4 separate regions of the Zea mays genome follow, and regions 2, 3 and 4 are each linked to region 1. The links are chromatin contacts, called in public Hi-C maps. All regions are on one chromosome and are shown on one strand. The core of a region is the stretch at or near the end of the contact, and the rest is flanking DNA. Distances in the headings are between cores, read along the strand shown.

Region 1 (4,751 bases), core at 684-3,183:
ACTCCACGTTGTGGCGTCCCAACGGACGAGAGTTGCACTCAACTCCTCTCAAGTGATCCAATGATCAACTTGAATACCACGGTGTTCTTGCTTTTCTTTTCTCAATCCCGTTTGCGAGGAATCTCCACAACTTGGAGCCTCTCGCCCTTACAAAAGATGTTCACAGAGAATCACAGAGCAAAGGAGGGATTAGCAACTCACACACAACACAAAGATCACAGCGAATACGCACACACAAGACCCAGACTTGAGCTCAAGAGACTAGCACACTAGAACGGAGCTCAAATCACTAGAATGTCGAACAAGTGCGCAAGATTGATGTGTGAGTGATCAAGAGTGTTCAAGGAATGCTTGGTGTACTCCTCCATGCGCCTAGGGGTCCCTTTTATAGCCCCAAGGCAGCTAGGAGCCGTTGAGAACACATCTGGAAGGCTATCCTTGCCTTCTGTCGTCGGGCGCACCGGACAGTCCGGTGCACACCGGACACTGTCCGGTGCCCGATTTGTTTCCATAAAAAGCGAAGCCGACCGTTGCCGACCGTTGCAGATCTGGCGCACCGGACAGTCCGGTGCACACCGGACAGTCCGGTGCTTCCTTCCGACCGTTGGCTCGGCCACGTGTCACGCGCCGATCGCGCGGCCGACCGTTGGCCCGGCCGACCGTTGGCTCACCGGACAGTCCGGTGCACACCGGACAGTCCGGTGAATTTTAGCCGAAGTCGCCGGAGAAAAACCCGAGAGCGGCTGGTTTGCCCCGCGCTGGTCTGGCGCACCGGACACTGTCCGGTGCACACCGGACAGTCCGGTGCCCCAGCCCGAAACAGCCTTTGGCTGTACACAGCCACTCTTCCACTTCTTTTCTTTTCTGCTTCTTCCTGTTTCTAACACTTAGACAAGATATTAGTACACAAAACCAATGTACTAAGGCTTAGAAACATACCTTTACTTGTGATTTGCACTTTGTTCAACCATGGGCACATTTTCACATTTAAGCACTTGTGTTTGCACTCAATCACCAAAATACTTAGAAATGGCCCAAAGGCACATTTCCCTTTCAGGGGGGCGCCATGCCGTGTCCATGTTTTGTCATGACATCCTTTGTCATGGATGAGAGAAGGTATGTAAGCACTTGTTGATATATTGCATTCTACTTTTCATGGGCAGAGTTAGCGTTGATGACTTTCTTATCATCCTGTTGTATCGTTTTAGCATAGCTTGTGGCGTTGGTGATGTTTTGATGAGATGGCCTTGTAGGAATGGTCATTGCGCCATGGCCAAAACCTATGCCTTCTATCGGCTATTGTTCGTATTGCTTGAGCTTCTCGGCAATGATATAATTGGCTGCAAAAATTTGTGGATGGGGGAGATACGCATGGAATTGTGGCGACTGTATTTTTAAGTCTAATTAGCGGCTTTGATTACCATGTCAAAACTAGAGATGCCCCAAAGCTAGCGTTGCCCCTTTTATGGCACCAACATCTTTGTGTTTATACACAGAATCCAACCCTTTATATAACAAAATCGTATAACCAGGACTCCTAAACTGATATCTCGCTTGTTACAAAATTAATCTATAATGTAACCTATTAAAATTCTATTAACTACGTCCTCTGTTTTTTATTTATCGTATTTTAGTTTAAAAATGAATTAGTGATCGATAAATATTCGAGAAGGGAGATAGTATATGCGAAAGGAGTTAACCTAAATACATATTTGGATAAAAAAGCCACCTACCTAGACACTAGACACATACTATGTTAAAAAAAAAATCTACTGCTGCTCCTCGTCGTCATCCTTTTTGCACAGAAAAATCTGAGGAGCGTGTCTTTATCTTCCATGCAGCGGCGACAGCACGGCAGACAGCGTAGCCGCAGGCGGCCCCGCCCTGCCGGCGGCCCTGTGGACAGCGTGTGTACGCCGTTACGCACGGCCCGTCCGAGATCTTCCGGGATTCCCCAAGAGGATCGCCCGCCCCAGTGGTGGTCAGCCTTGATTCGGCAGACTGTCCCTGCATGCTTGCCCTCGGACGTACAGGCACACACGCCGCGGTCAGAACTCAGAGGGCACGGCGCCGGACAAGCACGTGCTGCCTTGCCACGCATCCGGGGGGCCGTCGGCCGCACTTCGCATTGGCTTGGCACAGTAGTAGGAGTATCCTGGCCGCGACTTGCATTGGCTTGGCACAGCGCTCGGCTCGACGCGACGGGACGGGACGGGACGGTGACGAGTACGTAACGACCAGCGACAGCGAGCGCAGCCTCCATGTGACGTACTGATGCGACGATCGCCAAATCTACCGCCCGGCACTCCGGCCGCCCGGTCCGACCTATCGGTTTCCTTCCCCTCGCGCGCCGCGTGCGTGGTCGGCGGCTCGGCCGGGCCGGGACACTGGGGCAGGGGACGGCCGACCGGCCGCCGCAAGCCGAGGACTTTGCGTGGCCCCCCATGTCGTGCGGTCTCTCTCTCTTTCGGATGCACGTCGTTCTCCGCTAGCTCCGGGCGCACCCATCCGTGGAGCGCGCTTTAGGCACGGCGCTCGATCGCGCGCGCGCACACACACAGGTTAATTTCGCGTTGCTTGTTGGTCGTCGCCCTCGATCTGCTTTGACGAGGAGGGAGGGGAGAGGTTGGTCGCCGCCACACCACACCACACCACTTCTCTCGGTCGATCGAGTGCGGACAAGCAGCAGTGGCGAACCGACCTTATACGACGCTCCCGAACCCGTCACACGTCTGCCTGCCGCCGGCGACGGCGTCGTCGTCGTCGTTGTCGAGACATGCATGCTGCTACGCGTAAATGTGCGCCACCTGGGTCCAACAGGGAGAGGAGATGCATGCATGCACGCATGGCCTCCATGCTGCCCATGCATGTATGCAACGAGTTGGACACGCGCTAGAGGCCACCGACCCGCCGGCCAGCAGCAGGCCTCTCTACATGTACCGATCACCGATGAACGCCCCCATCGATCGGAAGACTGGGTCGGCTGACCTGCGGGCTTAATGCGAGCGCTAGGCACTGTATGGGGCCGGCATGGGGTTAGCATGGCAACTCTGTTTGCGATGGGTGGATGGGTATGCCGACTTGGCCACCCGCCCACCCCGAGCTTTTGCCTGAATGCGACTGGAGCCGACAGTTCGGACACCTGCTATGTCGCCATGTTGAATTGGGCCAATACCACCAAAGTGATCAACTGTCCCTTTTCTTGCAGCCCAGATGGTATAGGCGCTTCTATTCCTGGCCCAGGTGCTTGCCCGTCGCAGGGCGGGCTAGGCCGATGTAGCAGGCCCCCAAGCATTTGCCAAACTTCAACTTTAGAGAGTCTCTAAATGCTGAGGCTGGGTCGAGCCGGGCCGAATGGTGGTTCATTTCAGCCCAATGCAACTCCAGCCTGGCCCTCATTACACCTAAGCGAATTGCGTGACCAAACTTGCAGCAAATCCCGTATGCGCATAATATAGCCCTAGCCCGTCACAAATCAAGAAAGGTAGAAACGAGGGATGGTTTTCTTGATTGGTATAACCACGTGGCTCATAACGTGTAGCATGAGAGAGAACGTAGGCAGTATATCTATCAACTGTATAGTGTCGACGATTACGAATCTAGTTGGTGAATGATGAAAGCGAAGGTGAAAAGATGTACACACACATGGACACAATAGGTCGACAATTTTAGATATGTTGCGAAACGAACGCTACATAAAATAAAAAAAAGGAAACAGACCCCACTAATTAATAGAGACACCTGAACTCCTATCCTAAGCCGACTAGAACCTGTTATATTCTTTTCACACAAGTATGCTTCGTCTTGTAACACATTCAATTATCAAGAAAGACCGCTGGACGTAAGGGACTTCCTTAACCAATCTAAACTCTCTCTCTTTCTCCCTCTATAAGCTCGCAAGAGCAAAAACATTGGAACAGTAGCCCACAAAACCTTCTCTGACATACAAATTTACTTGTCATAAGAATGAAGCCACGACAGTTGACACGCTAGATAGGGGACTTTGCCTGTTACATTTTGTTCAGTTTGACAATCAATTCAATTTGCTCCTCACTCACTGAAAGGGAAATACACCTAAACATTTCCTATAATCTATTTTGGTGGTTGACGTCCAACACAAACCACTTAGACTAACTAGTTTATCTAAATATCATTTATCTCAGGTGCATAAGGTTCAACATAAACCAAGAAAGAAATTCAGTTGGGGGCACAATGAAATTTGGAGCAAGATAAGAGAGTGTGCTGTCAATTGGCGCACCGGACACTCTCCGGTGCACCAAACCCAGGCACGAACGAACCAGCCACTCTCGGGAATTCGCCAGGCGCGCTCCGCTATAATTCACCGGACTGTCCGGTGAGCCAACGGAGCAACGACTTCCTGCGCGCCAACGGTCGACTGCAGGAGTGTACAATGATGAACAGTGTCGCGCATAAGTCAGAGCAGCAAAGTCAGAGGTCACCGGACTGTTTGGTGCATCAAAAAGACAAAGAGTTACAACGGTCAACAGCTCCAAACCCAACAGACGCGCTGACATGGCGCGCACCGGACAGTGAACAGTGACTGTCCGGTGCGCCATCGGACTGTCCAGTGTGCCCATCGCCAGCAGAAACAACCAACGACTAGGAAGTGGTTGGGGGCTATAAATACCCCCCAACCACCTCATTCAAAGCCATCCAAGTTTTCTGAAGTTCTCATTCAATACAAGAGCAATAACATTCACTTCAAGACACAATTCCAAAGATCAAATCCT
Region 2 (4,751 bases), core at 766-3,265, 200 kb after region 1:
GTAAGACAATAATTGAACCGCTGGAGAAGTTTAACTGCCAATGCATCAGCTGTTTCTATCTTGTTTTCTATCTCCTCCTGCACCAAGACGTTCCATGTTGGATCTGCTTATCATAAACCAGCCACAACAAACAAAAATGAAGTAGTTGCCAAGCTATTGCGGTGGCAGTGTTAAGTCTCCTAAGTCAGATTGTAGAGACATGTTCTGTAAGCATCCAAATACCGCTTGCATGTTTACCTCGAACATTTAGAATTTATTAGTTAATTTCTCCTTCATACTTTATGCAGAGCTGCATAACTAATATAAACACTGCAGTTCAACAATGACATGAATATGCTAGGACCAATATCGGTTATAACAATGAAACTAATGCCCTGTTTGGTTCCCTGGAATTGAGAGGAATTCAAAAGTAATCTAATAATAATAATATGAGAAGCACTTTCTAGATATTTGTTTCAATTCATGGGATCCAAACAGGCAGTAAAAGGAAACTCAGAAAAAGTGACAACTATTCATATAAGTGAATATCAAATCTTCTCCTTGAGAATTCATGCAAGTAAACTCAGAATTCAATGTCTAGACTGAAAGAGCAACTGTTTTTTGCCCATCAAGTTGATATTTACTACTACAAAAACCAGTTTCACATTAATTCACAAGATCATGTTTATATGGTGGTGAAGAGCAGGCCTAGCGCAATGGTAAGCGCTGTCTCACTAAGTCATCAGGTCACAGGTTGGAAACAGCCTAAAAACCAGTTTCACATTAATTCACAAGATCATGTTTATATGGTGACGAAGGCCTGCCTAGTGCAACGGGGAGAACTGTGTCACCAGGTCAGGTTTCTAAGCAGCTTCTCCACATTTGTGGAGGGAAGGGTTGCCTCAGTTTACCACTTTACCCTATCACCAGACGCCTTATATGAGAGGCTCCAGTACTGGGTCTGTCTTTTTATTTTGTATCGTGTCTATATGATGACAAACATAACAAGCAACACAGTTGCACAGAACACATAGAACAAAAGGCCTTTGGTAACTGAGACTCTGATTTATTTATATTATTCGCCTTGCTGTCAAGGTCAAATATCAACAGAGAATAACTGCAAACAAATGAAGCGATGTGCTTTATATTGACAACAATATGATAGCATACTGTAGGGCTTAAACTAGTGACTCGAACCACAATGCCATATCCTGATTGAGTCCCCTCAATAAGCAATAACTGAAAGAGAGAACTCTTACAACAATTCCCACCTACCTGTTTTCGGCTAATTTTCTTGGCATTCTCTTCTTGCCATTCGCGGTACATGGCGAAAAGCTCAGCTAGGACATTTGGGTTCAGATTTCCTACAAATAAATTAGCGTGACATTGTAAGCTTCAACAACAATAATGGAAATGCAACAATGCTTGATGCAAATTATTTCGAGTACAGCGTGCTTCCAATTAGTCAATTATATACCCAAACACTACTATGTAAAATCTCGCCTGCACAGTAACATACAAACTAACCAAAATAGCGTCCTGGCTGGCAGCCACTCACCAGAGGTGGCTGAGGAGTTAGAGGGCTTCCCGACGAGGATATCCGTGAGGCTGCTCTCTGCTTCCGCTTCAGATTGGGAGCTCAATAGCGGAGGAGCCTACAAATCCTCAACATCGTAACACCAGTCAGAAGCGTTAATATCAGGCCTTACTATAGTGAGATATCAGGAGACGAGAGTTCAGGACTTACTATGGTGAGAGACCGGATACGGCGGACGAGGGGATCGGCGTCGGCGTCGTCGCGCCGGCCCTCGGACACCGTCGTGATCTCATCCGCCCACTGAGGCCGCGGCTGCTGAAGCTGCTGCCTAGATAGGAGAGATTCGGACGCCCCCATGAGACGGAGCTCTAGCGCAGTCGGGGATAGACGGAGGACGGCGGCGGGGAACCGCCGGAGCTGCCCGGGTGCGGCCGCCGGACTAGGATGCAGGCGAGAGGCAAACGGTTCTACTGGCAAGTGGCAGCCTATTAAGTTGGGCCTTTTAGCTTGGACAATGGTGTCGATTGAGTTAGGCCGAAAAGTTAACTTACCGGGCCAAACCAAATGTCTCGTCTCAGATCTAGCCCAAACTTGTTGCCATGGATACATTGCGAAAGGAAGAAATTCATTCTGCTTTCTTTAGCTATCGCGAAGGTAACTGATCTCTCATCTCTGGACACTTGACCTACGATTTGTAGGGGAAAAATGACAGCCATATAACAATATCACCAGTTCACCGTCCGCCCCGCCATTAAAATAGCTATGTAATAAATAAAGTAACGAGTGATACGATATGTTCATATATTATCGCTATCTGACCCAAGACAGACCAAAAAAATGAACTCGGCTTGGGCCTGTTCGGTTGTCCAGAATTGGACCTAGAATTATTCCACCGGATAAAATCTTATATAAAATAGGTAAACAATCCAGTCACGAATAGTTCCAAGCCATCATTCCTGAGCAACCGAACAACCCTTAGGCCTTGTTCGTTTCTGCCGGATTGGTGGATCGGAACGATTCCTGACCGGATTGCTTCTCTAATTTATATAAATTTTGATTAGCTGGAACGATTCCGGGTGCAATCCGACGGAAACGAACAAGGCCTTAGGCTGGATCCAATACACCTGGCTATTGTTTTACCATCTGAAACGTCACTATCATCCACACTATCGATCATCGTCGGTCTTCATTTATTAAAATGTACAGTCTTTATTGTTAACCTAAAGTCATCTCAATTTTTATTTTAAAGATTGTTATGTAAAATGAAACATGGTATTTTATTTAGAAAAAATCATCTAATCACATAATTAAGAAAAAATACATAATTCGATAAAAAATAAACATAAAAAATAAAAATTACATAGTTCATAAAAAAGTGATACAATATTATTGCTCATTATTATTGTCTTCCTCCATATCTTCTGTATTTTCTTTCTCATGTAATTTTAATTGCTTGATCAATACACAATAATTTCACCAGTGTAGGATGGGATTTCTTTGTACCTATACACAATAAATTCATTAATAATTCATGTTGCATGTGTCCTAAATTTCAAATGCATTAAGGATTTCCTAGTCTTACTACCTTCTTCCTTGATACATATGGCTTATTATTGCATAAGGGTAGTTTGGCTAGTGCTTAATTTAATTATACTTGATCTATACCTGATTAATGGTTTAGTGCACAGATGTAAAAGGTGATTTTTAGACGCACAGAATCAGAGACTAGAGCATGTCTTTTCTTATGATGCTCTAAATTCCTCTCTCCAACGACTCATCTGTAAGCAAAATTTGGGACTTATAGTGAAGCCGAGTGCTTATTATAGCTCTGGGTTTAGTCAAGTATAGAGACCTTGTCTAATATTCTAGTGGATGAATAGTACAACATCTAGCTTATGTGTATAGCTAGGAGGTGATATGTTTTGAATAAAGGGTATTGTGGCATTTGAAAGGTGTTCGTATAAGCTAGCAATTTACTAGATAAATTTCTGAAAAACTAAATAGTTAAACCTAACATACACCTTGGAAGTGTATAATGAGAGTATTTAAGCCTATCATAAGGTAATTCATGACTCTCGCTATAAAGTGTGAAAATTATATACCAGTCATGCCCATGGTTACGAGTGGCTCAAAAAACCCATATATTGATCATGTGGTTTCTACTTGGGTCAATCATAACTAAACACAATATATTGTTAAAAGTTTGACTTATTAAAATGCTCATGCAGCAAGCCATTATCTATCGGTCTTCAACATCTCTTGTTAATGTGTTGCTTGGGGTGTTGATCATCTAGATCAACCTTTTGCCTTAGTTCATGTATAATTATGCATCATTTGAACTATACCTCAAAGCATAGCAAATAATGCTAGTCCAAATGGTTATGTTGAGCATGAAACACCAAAACAATACTTTAAATAGGCCACGATCCATTTTTCTTATAGAGCCAACTTAGGTGCATGTTGTGGCACTTGGGCCATCAATCTCTCCATACCAATGACGATATAACCAAGATGAGGATAGCTAGGGACAATGTGATTAAGCAAGAAGAATGGCAATGATAATACGAAGACAAAGACCAGGAGAGGAGAGGGGATAGTAAGGATAAAAGGGTAGATGTGTGACACAAGGTGGGACTTAGGGTCCCTCTGGTACATGAAAAAAATTGTACTCTCTCCGTCTAATTTTATAATTCGTTTGACTTTTTTACACCAATTTTTTTGCCTCGTCTTATCCATTTTTTAAAAAATATAAAATTTTTAAAGTCATACTTAAAGTATACTATTATATATTAAATGATATTACAGTAAAATTTAATAATAACTATAAAAAAATTTAAGTAAGACAAGTCGGTCAAATTCATGGTAAAAAAGTCAAACAAATTATAAATTGGAACGGATGGAGCATTTCATAGTAGCACCATGTATATATAGCGTATTGCACATGTTTTGTCACTTTATCTCTCATTTTTCGCACCCTTAAAAAACCACAGCGAGTTAAGTTTAGATACTAGAAAATGGCAATTGATAAATTAGAGATCCAGATAACAATGACAGCTAAGTTTAGTGACCCCAAAATAGCACTTTAAGTTAGGGACTAGAATGATATCCCTTGCCAATGCAAGTTCAAAGATGGTCGTAAATACTACATATAGGATGTTTGCTAACTATCAAGTCTTCTCACGGTCGTTATAATTGGTGGAATGCTCTAATTTGTAGTGCATAGTATCACCTAAAC
Region 3 (4,751 bases), core at 640-3,139, 170 kb before region 1:
AGAAGCCAACATCAACAAAGTTCAGAAAACCCAAGATACACTTCATCATGCTCCATGTCTTATGACTCTAGCAGACAAGCTTGATTGAAATTTGAAATATTGGAGATATTATTCCTAAATTTGGACAACAAAGCTAAATAGGGCTATAATAGTGTGCCATCTTCAAAGATTTACAATAAACAAATGAAAAAACTGTCCGAACAAGAAAACTATATGGAAAAATACATTGAATTGGAATTCATTCAAATCCGTGTTTTCCCAATTGAATTCAGTTCACATACATGGATTCATGACAATAAGCGGCCATATAGCGTGGCACACAACTTTTCTAGTCAAATCACCACAAACACTACGCCGCCAAGTCGTATTTTAAATACCCGCCTCATCTGATTCAGACCCGCCAAAGTTCTTAAGCACTGGCGGCCACTGCAGCATCTCACACGGGTATACATCACCCAATGGCCGCGACTCATCACTGTTGCGCCACAGCCTCAGCAGTCTCCTCGTCCTAGGGTCGAGCATCACAACCCAATCTGCCATGACAAAGAACAGCGTGCATGTACCCTCACAGAACGCTGCGAAGCTCACAAGTTTGAAGCCACGGAGCTGGTCCGACATCTTCGCCGAGAGCTTCATGTGGGCGAGATCACCCATAAACGCCGGGTGCATCAGCGTGCGCAGGTCCACGGGTTGCTGCTCCACCCACTTCCCAGGTGCTTGGAGAACCCAGGTGGCGAGAGTAAGCTGCTCCCTGATCACGAAGAAACAAAGCCGGCCGTCCGGTGTCCTGCCAATCCAGTGGTTACCAGCGTAGAGGAGCGTTCTGGCATCAGGAAGGGGCACCGCCGACAGAGTCATCTGGACCGCGTCGACAACCATGATGTACTTCTCTTCGCTCTGCAGCTTGTACATGACATCTCCGACGACGACTGATGGGCCTTGACGAGGGACCAGATTCCGATGAACCGGCCCAGTGGCAGACTCCCAAGCGGAAGATATCGAAAAGTAGACGAGAACACTGAAGTGTTTCGGGTCGTTGCCGAAGAGGACAACCACCACGCGGAATGCATCGCCTTCCCCCGGGACGAGCACGCTACACGCCACCATGTGCTCCGCTATGCACAGAGGCGGCACCCGAACGTACGCCTTCTCCAGCGGGCTGCAGACGAGGAGCCTGAGTTCGCGAGGGTAGCCAGGGCCGAGTTCCCGCAAGAGTAGTCGGCCGTTGCGGGAGTCGACGAGGACCGCGCCGCACGCGGGCGGCACCGGGAGGAAACTGATGTCAAGGGAGAGGCCCGCGGTGCGCACGAACGGGGGCAGCGGCGATGGACCGTAGTTGCGGAAGAAACCGAAATGGCTAGGCGGCCTGGGAAGACATGCCGCTCCAGCGCCGGAGATGACGCGGCGCCAGCGGCGGCACACCGCGGCGCAGCGGATGACGTCGCGCGGGGGCGGCAGCCGCTTGAAGACCTCCAGGAGCATATCGTCGGAGAGCGATGCCACCGCCGCGACTTTGCCATCTCCCGTCGTCAGGCGCGCGCGCTCAAACCGCGCGGAGTCGAAACCGCACGATGTAGACAGGGAGCGGTTGGGGCCGCCGTAGGGGGACGCTGAGGGGCGCGTGCACTTGCGGCCCTCGCGGTCAGAACAGTGCGGCGGCGACCGGGAACGCTTGCGGCCGACGTCGGGGGAGGACGGCGAGGGGCGTGGGCGCGTGCGGCTCCCGGAGTCGAAACAGTGTGTCGGCGACCGGGAGCGCTTGCGGCGGACGATGCAGGAGGACACCATGGCGAGATGCGGTGGCGCGACGGGGTAGCAGAAAATCGAATCAGGATTCAGGCGCAATGCCAAGGCGCGGCGGGGTAGTAGAACAATCAGGCGCGATGCCGCGGCGGCGAAATTGATGTTGAAGAGCAGCGGTTTTAAGGAAGACGAGAAGGCGGCAGCGAAATTTTTGGTATCCGCCCGGCCGCGGCGTCTTTTGGGCTTCCCTCCCGTTTATTTTTTAAACACCCCTCGCGAATTTTTAGCCACCTCCGAGCGGGAGAGGCGAGCGGGCGGGTTTTTCGTTTCCACTCCCAAATTTTTGGCAACTGCCGATCCGCGGAGCGAAGGCCCACACTGGCAGGCTGCCGATGCCGTTTTGTGTATTTTCACGTGCGAATCTACACTCGCGTTCTCGCGTTCTCCGTTCAGACGGTGCAATTGCCATGCGTAAGGCCATGTAAGGGTCTCTTTGGCAGGGCTCTGGCTTCTCTAAAAACGGTTTTGGCTCTGGCTCACGAGGTGAAACCACTTCTTTAGATGAGCCAAAGCCATTCTGAAAAATTATTTGGCAAAACGGCTTATAGGTTGTTTTTCAGAAAGACCCTTGTATAGTTTATCTCTCCTGTACGTGGCTAAGGATTGAGGGCAGGACCCAAAAAAAAATATTTTGGACTGGTGGAAGGGCTATTGTGCAAAAATGACGTGAGCTGAAGCCGGGTGAGCCACTTTTTTGGCTCATGCCCTCTAGTTCATTTTGGAAAAGCACTTCACTGGTGAAGCCATTTGAAAAAGAGGTGTTTGGCACAACTTTTGCATGAGCCAGAGCCGAAGCTGAAAAATAAGCCCTACCAAAGGGGCCCTAAATGTAGTTTCTACTATATTTTACTACATCATAGATACTCTCCACATATACAAGACATTTCAATCATTCACGCTATACAGCTCTTTTATATATTATAATTCAGTTATTTAACATTTTCTTATCAGTTTTTTAGTTTTACAAAATTATGAACTATTTGTACTACCATAATATAAGAGAAACAAACTAATTAAAGAATGGGGGAGAGGGAAATCACTCCATATATAGAGCAAGGAGGGAGGTCACTAGACATGAGGGGAGAAGATGGAGCACAATGTTGGAGAGCATGGGCAGGACCATACACTCTATACACCGGTTCAGAGAGATATTTAGTTAAACGTTTGAAAATATCTAACTACGTTGCGTTTGATTAACGTGTTTGCTTGTACTTTCGAAAAAATATGAAAACTAAGGAAACACATAAATTAAAATATATATATGCATTTTTTAAAAAATAGTTTATTTTTACAGAAAAAAAGAGTAGAAAAAAAATGTGTTATAAAAGAAGCGCATGTTTGTACTCTCGTGATGGATGTCTCTCCCCATGGCTCCCCTCCCTCTATTCCTATTCCTTATTTGCTTCCTTACTGTTCTTATTATGCTTCAGGGATTAAACAGTTGTAATAGTATTGGGGTAGACCGTGCTAATTTTGATTTGATTTTTTCCTGTTTTTTCAGTACTTGATGAGGAGGCTGTCATGAGGAAACGACTCCGTGAGACGAAAGAACAGCTGGTGAGACAAAGGTAAGAGTGAGACAATGATAATTGACTAATTACTAAAGCATGGATTGCCCTCTCGTTTTGTTTCGACTCTCTTAGTGGTGATGCCCATTTGGAATGTCTATTACTCCTCTCCTGATGCCTTATTCACTGATGAATATGTGTTGTTTACAAGCGAAGGAATCCATTAAAGGAAAAAATGTCGTACTGCACTAGAATTTGTTAAATCATTTTTAGATTTTAAGATTGCATAAGTATTAATTGGTATTGCTTTTGGATTGATTTTACATAAGAAAAAAAGATCAAGTTGATTCCATTTCTCTTGGGCCAATGATGTTCTTAAACTGGTAGTGCTCCTGTAAAATTGCTATAGTTCAAACCGATTGTGGTAGGAATCAAACTTGATTGTGTTAAAAAGGATGTGTCAGATAACCAAGTTATTAAAACCCCAAAATTGCAGTGCGAAGCAAGCTATATGCGACCAAATGGAAGCTGAATTATAATTACTAAGCTTTGTGGCCATATGAAGCTTTTTGGCTATGTGTTCTTATGAGATGGTTTTAAACTTATGAGATGGTTTTTAACTTATGTTCTTAACTAACAGTTCAGGAACAATGAGTTTCGAGTCATCTCGACAAACATGAAAAGGTAACACCATGCATGAGTACAATTGTAACATTGTAAGAGCACATCATAAAACTTAATAATAATTAAGAATTTGGGGTTGGAAGGACATTCTGATTCAATTGATTGAGGACAGGTTGCTAAATGATACATGTTTTATTTTACCATATAAGTTTGCAACTTCATAATAGAGTATCATGTTATGGGTTTATATAATTCATTTCTCATGAAGTCGCTGAGAAAGTTCTTGCATGTTCGTTGCGGATTTAATCCATCGGCTTCTTCTTTTTCTACAGTATTTTATCTCTATGGATTACAACTGTAGTAGTCTGAATGACTTTAATCTAGTCGCAGCGAACAAGAAGGGTTTTGACTTGCAGCGAAGTGTGCATGCAACTATCGTGGCATAGGAGTGACCTTCCGAAAGATATAATGGTGTTCTTAGTAGTAGCGCTGCTTGATTTATGTTGGAGTCATAACACAACTACCATATGCACTTGGATTGGTTTGGTGAAATGGTTGGGAGAAAGAGGCCAACAAGAATGGAGCCATGGAACATAGGTAGGAGGGGTGCACATATTATTAGGCTAGATTATTTGAGTGTTTTTGTTTGGATTTAGAGTACACTTATGAATGAAAAAATTATTGGTATTCATATATACTATATTAATTGTATTTTATTAAATATATGTGTATGTACTTGTCTTTCAAATTATTATAGTGCGGTATCTCAAAATGATTATAAATTGAAGAATATATTGTCATTTAAGTCAATCTGTT
Region 4 (4,751 bases), core at 613-3,112, 140 kb after region 1:
ACCTCGATAGGATAGCTCACACCATCGCATCCAGGAACTCCATGTTAGTGCTTCTATGCCTCGTCATTCATTGAGTTATATATACCTTCTCTTTGCATTATTATAACATTAGGGTGAAATATTACATGTCTGGCTAGAAGAAGGGAGTAGGAAACATATGGAGATTGAGGCGAGGATGAGGGCAGAGCGGGAGACTCACTTGCGGATCAGTAGAGGATTGCGAAGATGTTACAGTACATGCAGAGCCTTGGCGCCGCACAGGGTCTTGCTCTACCACCTCCGTTGTTCCCTACAACTGACCTTGCTCAGTTCCATACTCCTGTGAGTATCAAAATTTTAGTCCCGCGTGATATATATTCATCTGGTCTCACACATGCAATCTCTTCTTTGGGCAGAGACAATCGGTGGCATTGGACAACCCTCACGCTTCACCCAACACTTCGTCGAACCAGTCCAGCCGACCACCTCGTTGATGATCTCTTAGTGATGATTGAGACTTATGTTTGTTAGTGTTGGTGATATGTGTGTTCGTTAAACTTGTTGATGTTGTAATACTTGATGTTGTGAGACACTTGGTGAGACGTATGTTTGTGAAACTTGTTTGATGTGGTGATATTTATGAGATATATGGTGTTGTTGATACATGTATTGATTCTGTGATATATGTGATGTCAATGATACATATCTTTTGTTTGTTTGGATGGAATAATAAAAATAAATAAAAAAGAGGTTTTCTGGTCACTTTGCCGAGTGGTACGCTCGGCAAAGAGTTTTTTTTTTGTTGAGTGTCATGACCATAACACTCGACAAAGAAGGCACACCTAGAAACCAGTAAAACTTCTCTGCTAAGTGCTATATTGTTGACACTCAGCAAAGAAGCTCTCTTTACAGAGTGCCTCCACAAGCACTCGGCAAAGGGATTGAAAAAGAGACCTACTAGAGCCTTCTTTGCCGAGTGTCAGTCCAACAGACACTCGACAAAGGGGGCTTATTTGCCGAGTGCTTTTTGCAGCTCTCGACAAAGGGACTTGCAAAGAGGCCCACTGGAGCCTTCTTTACCAAGTGTCAGACCATCAAACACTCGATAAAGTCTCTGTCACGTCACTTGGCGCCACGACGACGACTTTTACATCCTTCAAAACAATAAAACATGTACTTTCTTGATTCCAAAATAATTATATTTCTACTTTTCTAAGGAGTTAAATTATTATTTTTAAATATATGTATACAATTTATAATACGTAATCCCTCTGGCCTTATTTAAATATCGGCATAGAATTCATCTTCTAATTTTGACTAAGTTTATTAAAAAAATTAGTAATATTTATTCTCCAAATAAATCATTATAAATATAGATTCATTGATCTATCTATTATATAATATAAATATAAAATGTTTTCTTTTACATACATTAAAGTTAAATGCATATGTCGGAAAATAAGAATGCTAGATAAAAAGAGAGGGGGGGAGTAAATCAATATTTTTATGCACTGTATTTCTTTAACAAATATACTAGGAGATATAAATAATGTTAATTATAGTTGCCTACTAGAGATGGAGTAGAAAAAGACCTGCGTCTGTGCGGCAAATAATCATTTTGAAGGTGCAAACTGGCCGTTGCGCTGTCAGCACGTCCAAAACGTAGCAATCACACCCACTGGTGCTCCAGGTCGACAGCACGCGCAAGGCAGTACACATTTCGCCATGGAAGCAGTGAAGCCTGAAGCACTAGCCGGTGAAACTCACGCTAGTCTCTCTCCGGCTTTTTGCCCGATTTGACGTCGGACATGACGGCCACCAGACCTCGCCTCTCCTTTCTTTTCCTACTTCACCCCCCTACCCTATACTTCTCTCTAGCTCTATGCGATCTCATCTCATCTCTGTGCCACAGCCAGTCGAATCTCACAGCCACGGTGTGGACCTCCTTTTCGTCTCCACTCTTCCTGTTCCTCTCCTTTTATTTATCCCGAAATTCCACTTTACTATACTGTACTGTAGTACTGCAAAAAGATCTCAAAGCCGAAGCAAACAAATCTCTCGTGCTTAGCCCTAGCTAGCTACTGGTCCTTTTCTTCTCCTCTCCCGTCTTCGTTACTCGGATCACGAAATCTATAGCTACTAATTACTGGCGATGGAGGATCTCTCGGATCTTGGAGGCCACGGCCACCCGGGTGCTGCTGCCTGGCGGCCCGCGGCGCCATCATTGGCGTCCTCTTCCAAGGTCTCGGTGCAAGTCTACACCGTCCCAAGCTCAGCTGCTACCGGCCGTGAAGCCCGAGGTCAAGGTGTTGCACCAATGATGCATGCGTCTAGCGTCGCTGGCCATGGCGGCCGCGCTGCTGATCTAGACCCCGTCAAGGCCAAGATCGTCTCCCACCCTAGCTACCACCGCCTGCTCGCCGCCTTCTTGGACTGCCACAAGGCACGCGCGCCGATCGACGACCCTTCAACTTTAGCGCGCGCGCGCGCGCACGTGTTCGTTCCTGTTGCTGCTATCCTTCCTAGATTACATGTGTTCATATATCCCTGTCGCATGTGCTCACCTTACTCAGGTCGGCTGCCCGCCGGAAGCGGCCGAGGAGATCGCGGCGGTGGCGCGGGAGCGCGAGGCGTGGCAGCGTGCAGCCGCGGGCGACGTCGCGCACACAAGGCCGGACCCGGAGCTCGACCAGTTCATGGTGGAGTACCGTACGAAACACATGCATGCTTGCACATGACACACCCTGCAGCCTCTCATCCCTGGGATGATCACGCATATATATGGCCTCATATCTATTGGTGTTATTCGGTTAAACACATGTTTGGCCTTTGTCATGTGTGAAAGTTTTTGTTGTGACCAGGAGTCCTACTGCGAGCTGCTTGTGACGTGGAAGGAGGAGCTGACCCGGCCGCTCCGGGAGGCGGAGGAGTTCCTGACGACAGTGGAGGCGCAGCTCAACTCCATTACCAACACCGGGCCAACCATGGGAGCTTTCATCTCTTCAGCTGCAGCTGCAGGTGACTAACCTTCAGCTTACTCATTAACGGTCTATAATCCATCAACCATTCACCGGTTAAGTCTATATCAGTTTTACTACCTCATCATATCGGTGAAGTAGTCGCCAGTCGCCACAGTAGCGGATAGCATAGATTAACAGAATTTTCTTTTCTTTCCATGGAAGCGAATACACTGTCAGTGTCGTTGCCTAGCTAGGCAGCAACAAGCACAAAATGTTCTTTTTTCATATTGCTAACAAAGCAATGCTCCTAGCACGAAGTATATACTAACATAAGCAACGTTATACGTTTCTCAAGTCATGACGCTCCCGTCGTAACGATCGGAATGGAGCACATGTTAATCTGCTGCCTAGGTCTATGTGACACCATCATGGAGTGCTACCTCAGTAAAAAAAACATTCTCGTTTTTAGAGTCCATAAATCTTAAATTTAGCCAAAATAGATGGTTTTTGTGAATAATGAAATATATTTTTATTATAAATTTATTTAAAGATATAAGATGATATAGTAGTCCCAAAGCTGAATAATGGTATTCTTCTCAGGTCGGAAGTAGTATTTTCTATTTACTCCTACCAATCTGTTACTGTGCAGTACTATTATTTCTACTCAGAATGAAAATCTCGTTTTTTTAAAAGGTAAGTAATCTTATGGTTCATTATATATAAAAAATAATATTTATGATGTATAGTAAGTACTGTTATACTAACAGTAAAACATATTTTTTAAATATAATTTTCTAAAAATACTTAAATTATATATATATTACTCCTTCAGAAATGATATTTTTTTGGACGGAGGAACAGGGAAAAACTAGTCTACATGCTAGCTATATATGGGCTATGTATAGTCTTGCGCACATGTCCGGTCTCATATACTGGTCCTGACGTTAAATAAAGTATTTCTGTACTGATTTTGAATGTGAAGAATCTGGCTGCCCTTTGGGGCAAATCCTATGCTTGTATTATTACTGGGACTTAGCAGTAGACAGCAGTGCTACTTCAACTTGAGTGTCCAAATAACTGTTCTTCTCTCTTAAAACAAGTCAAAGCAGTTGTTCTTCCCGTTGGATTTTTATCTTCGCTAGCTAGCATAAAATCATCTAATTTGATGAGCTACGTCATCAGGACAGAAAAGTTAGTGAAACAAGTGCATCAGAAACTAAAGAGATGTGCACGATTATTTTCTTAATGCACTACCGGAAACAGTTGTTTTGCCAAGTGCTTCATACACTCGGCAAAGTCCAGAAAACTTTCGACAAAGTCTTTGCCGAGTGTGACTCTCGATAAAGAGGTCCCGATGAATTGTACATTCGCAACGGATTCCTTGCCGAGTACTTTTTATCGGACACTCGGTAAAGACTTTGTCGAGTGTCACCTGTGTTGGGCAAAGAAAAGTCACCGTCATGGCGCTAAGTGACGGTGACGGAGCCTTTGCCAAGTGTTCTCTCTGACAATCGACAAATAGAGCTCCAGTAGACCCCTTTATCGAGAGCTCCGGGAGGTACACGACAAAGAAGGCTCTAGAGGCCCCGTTGCCCCTTTCATTTTTTAATTTGTTTCACCAAACTTTTTCATGTTTTCTGATTTTGTTTGTGTTTTATACAATTTTAAAATAACTGGATCGCAAGTTCACGATCATGTTTCGTGAGCATCGTGCTCGAAAATTCCGGTCCGTTTCTGAAATATATAGGTCGTAACTTATGTTAAATAACATGAATATCATTTTTGCATTCAAATCTGAATTATCCGAAGGAA

The links. Hi-C and Micro-C count contacts between places; a contact is called where the count stands out from the background.
Region 2: a Hi-C map of ear shows a contact between it and region 1, with 4 times the contacts expected there. The contact joins the promoter of LOC100501429 here to the enhancer-like site in region 1. A contact is called at or near these places in 7 of 25 Hi-C or Micro-C datasets (ear, leaf and tassel).
Region 3: a Hi-C map of tassel shows a contact between it and region 1, with 2.6 times the contacts expected there. The contact joins the promoter of LOC100274409 here to the enhancer-like site in region 1. A contact is called at or near these places in 5 of 25 Hi-C or Micro-C datasets (ear, leaf, root tip and 1 more).
Region 4: a Hi-C map of ear shows a contact between it and region 1, with 5 times the contacts expected there. The contact joins the promoter of LOC100283504 here to the enhancer-like site in region 1. A contact is called at or near these places in 2 of 25 Hi-C or Micro-C datasets (ear and leaf).

Annotation. Positions count from the first base shown.
Region 1 is chr1:278,266,958-278,271,708 of Zm-B73-REFERENCE-NAM-5.0, reverse strand. No RefSeq gene overlaps it. Among protein-coding and RNA genes, the nearest start is that of LOC100217270, 21 kb to the left of the region's middle. Within about 2 kb of position 1,933, at least 19 of the 20 cell types and tissues checked have an H3K27ac peak or open chromatin away from gene starts, as enhancers often do. A contact at or near this core is called in ear, leaf, root tip and 1 more, where this site is marked.
Region 2 is chr1:278,066,365-278,071,115 of Zm-B73-REFERENCE-NAM-5.0, reverse strand. LOC100501429 reads right to left here and starts at 2,015. Exons shown (of 5, transcript XM_008667120.3): 1 at 1,727-2,015; 2 at 1,538-1,634; 3 at 1,255-1,343; 4 at 1-77. The coding sequence starts at 1,873.
Region 3 is chr1:278,433,989-278,438,739 of Zm-B73-REFERENCE-NAM-5.0, reverse strand. LOC100274409 reads right to left here and starts at 1,889. Exons shown (of 1, transcript NM_001148768.1): 1 at 87-1,889. The coding sequence starts at 1,788. The coding sequence ends at 370.
Region 4 is chr1:278,131,281-278,136,031 of Zm-B73-REFERENCE-NAM-5.0, reverse strand. LOC100283504 (KNOX1 domain containing protein) reads left to right here and starts at 1,862. Exons shown (of 5, transcript NM_001156404.2): 1 at 1,862-2,422; 2 at 2,553-2,678; 3 at 2,841-2,997. The coding sequence starts at 2,132.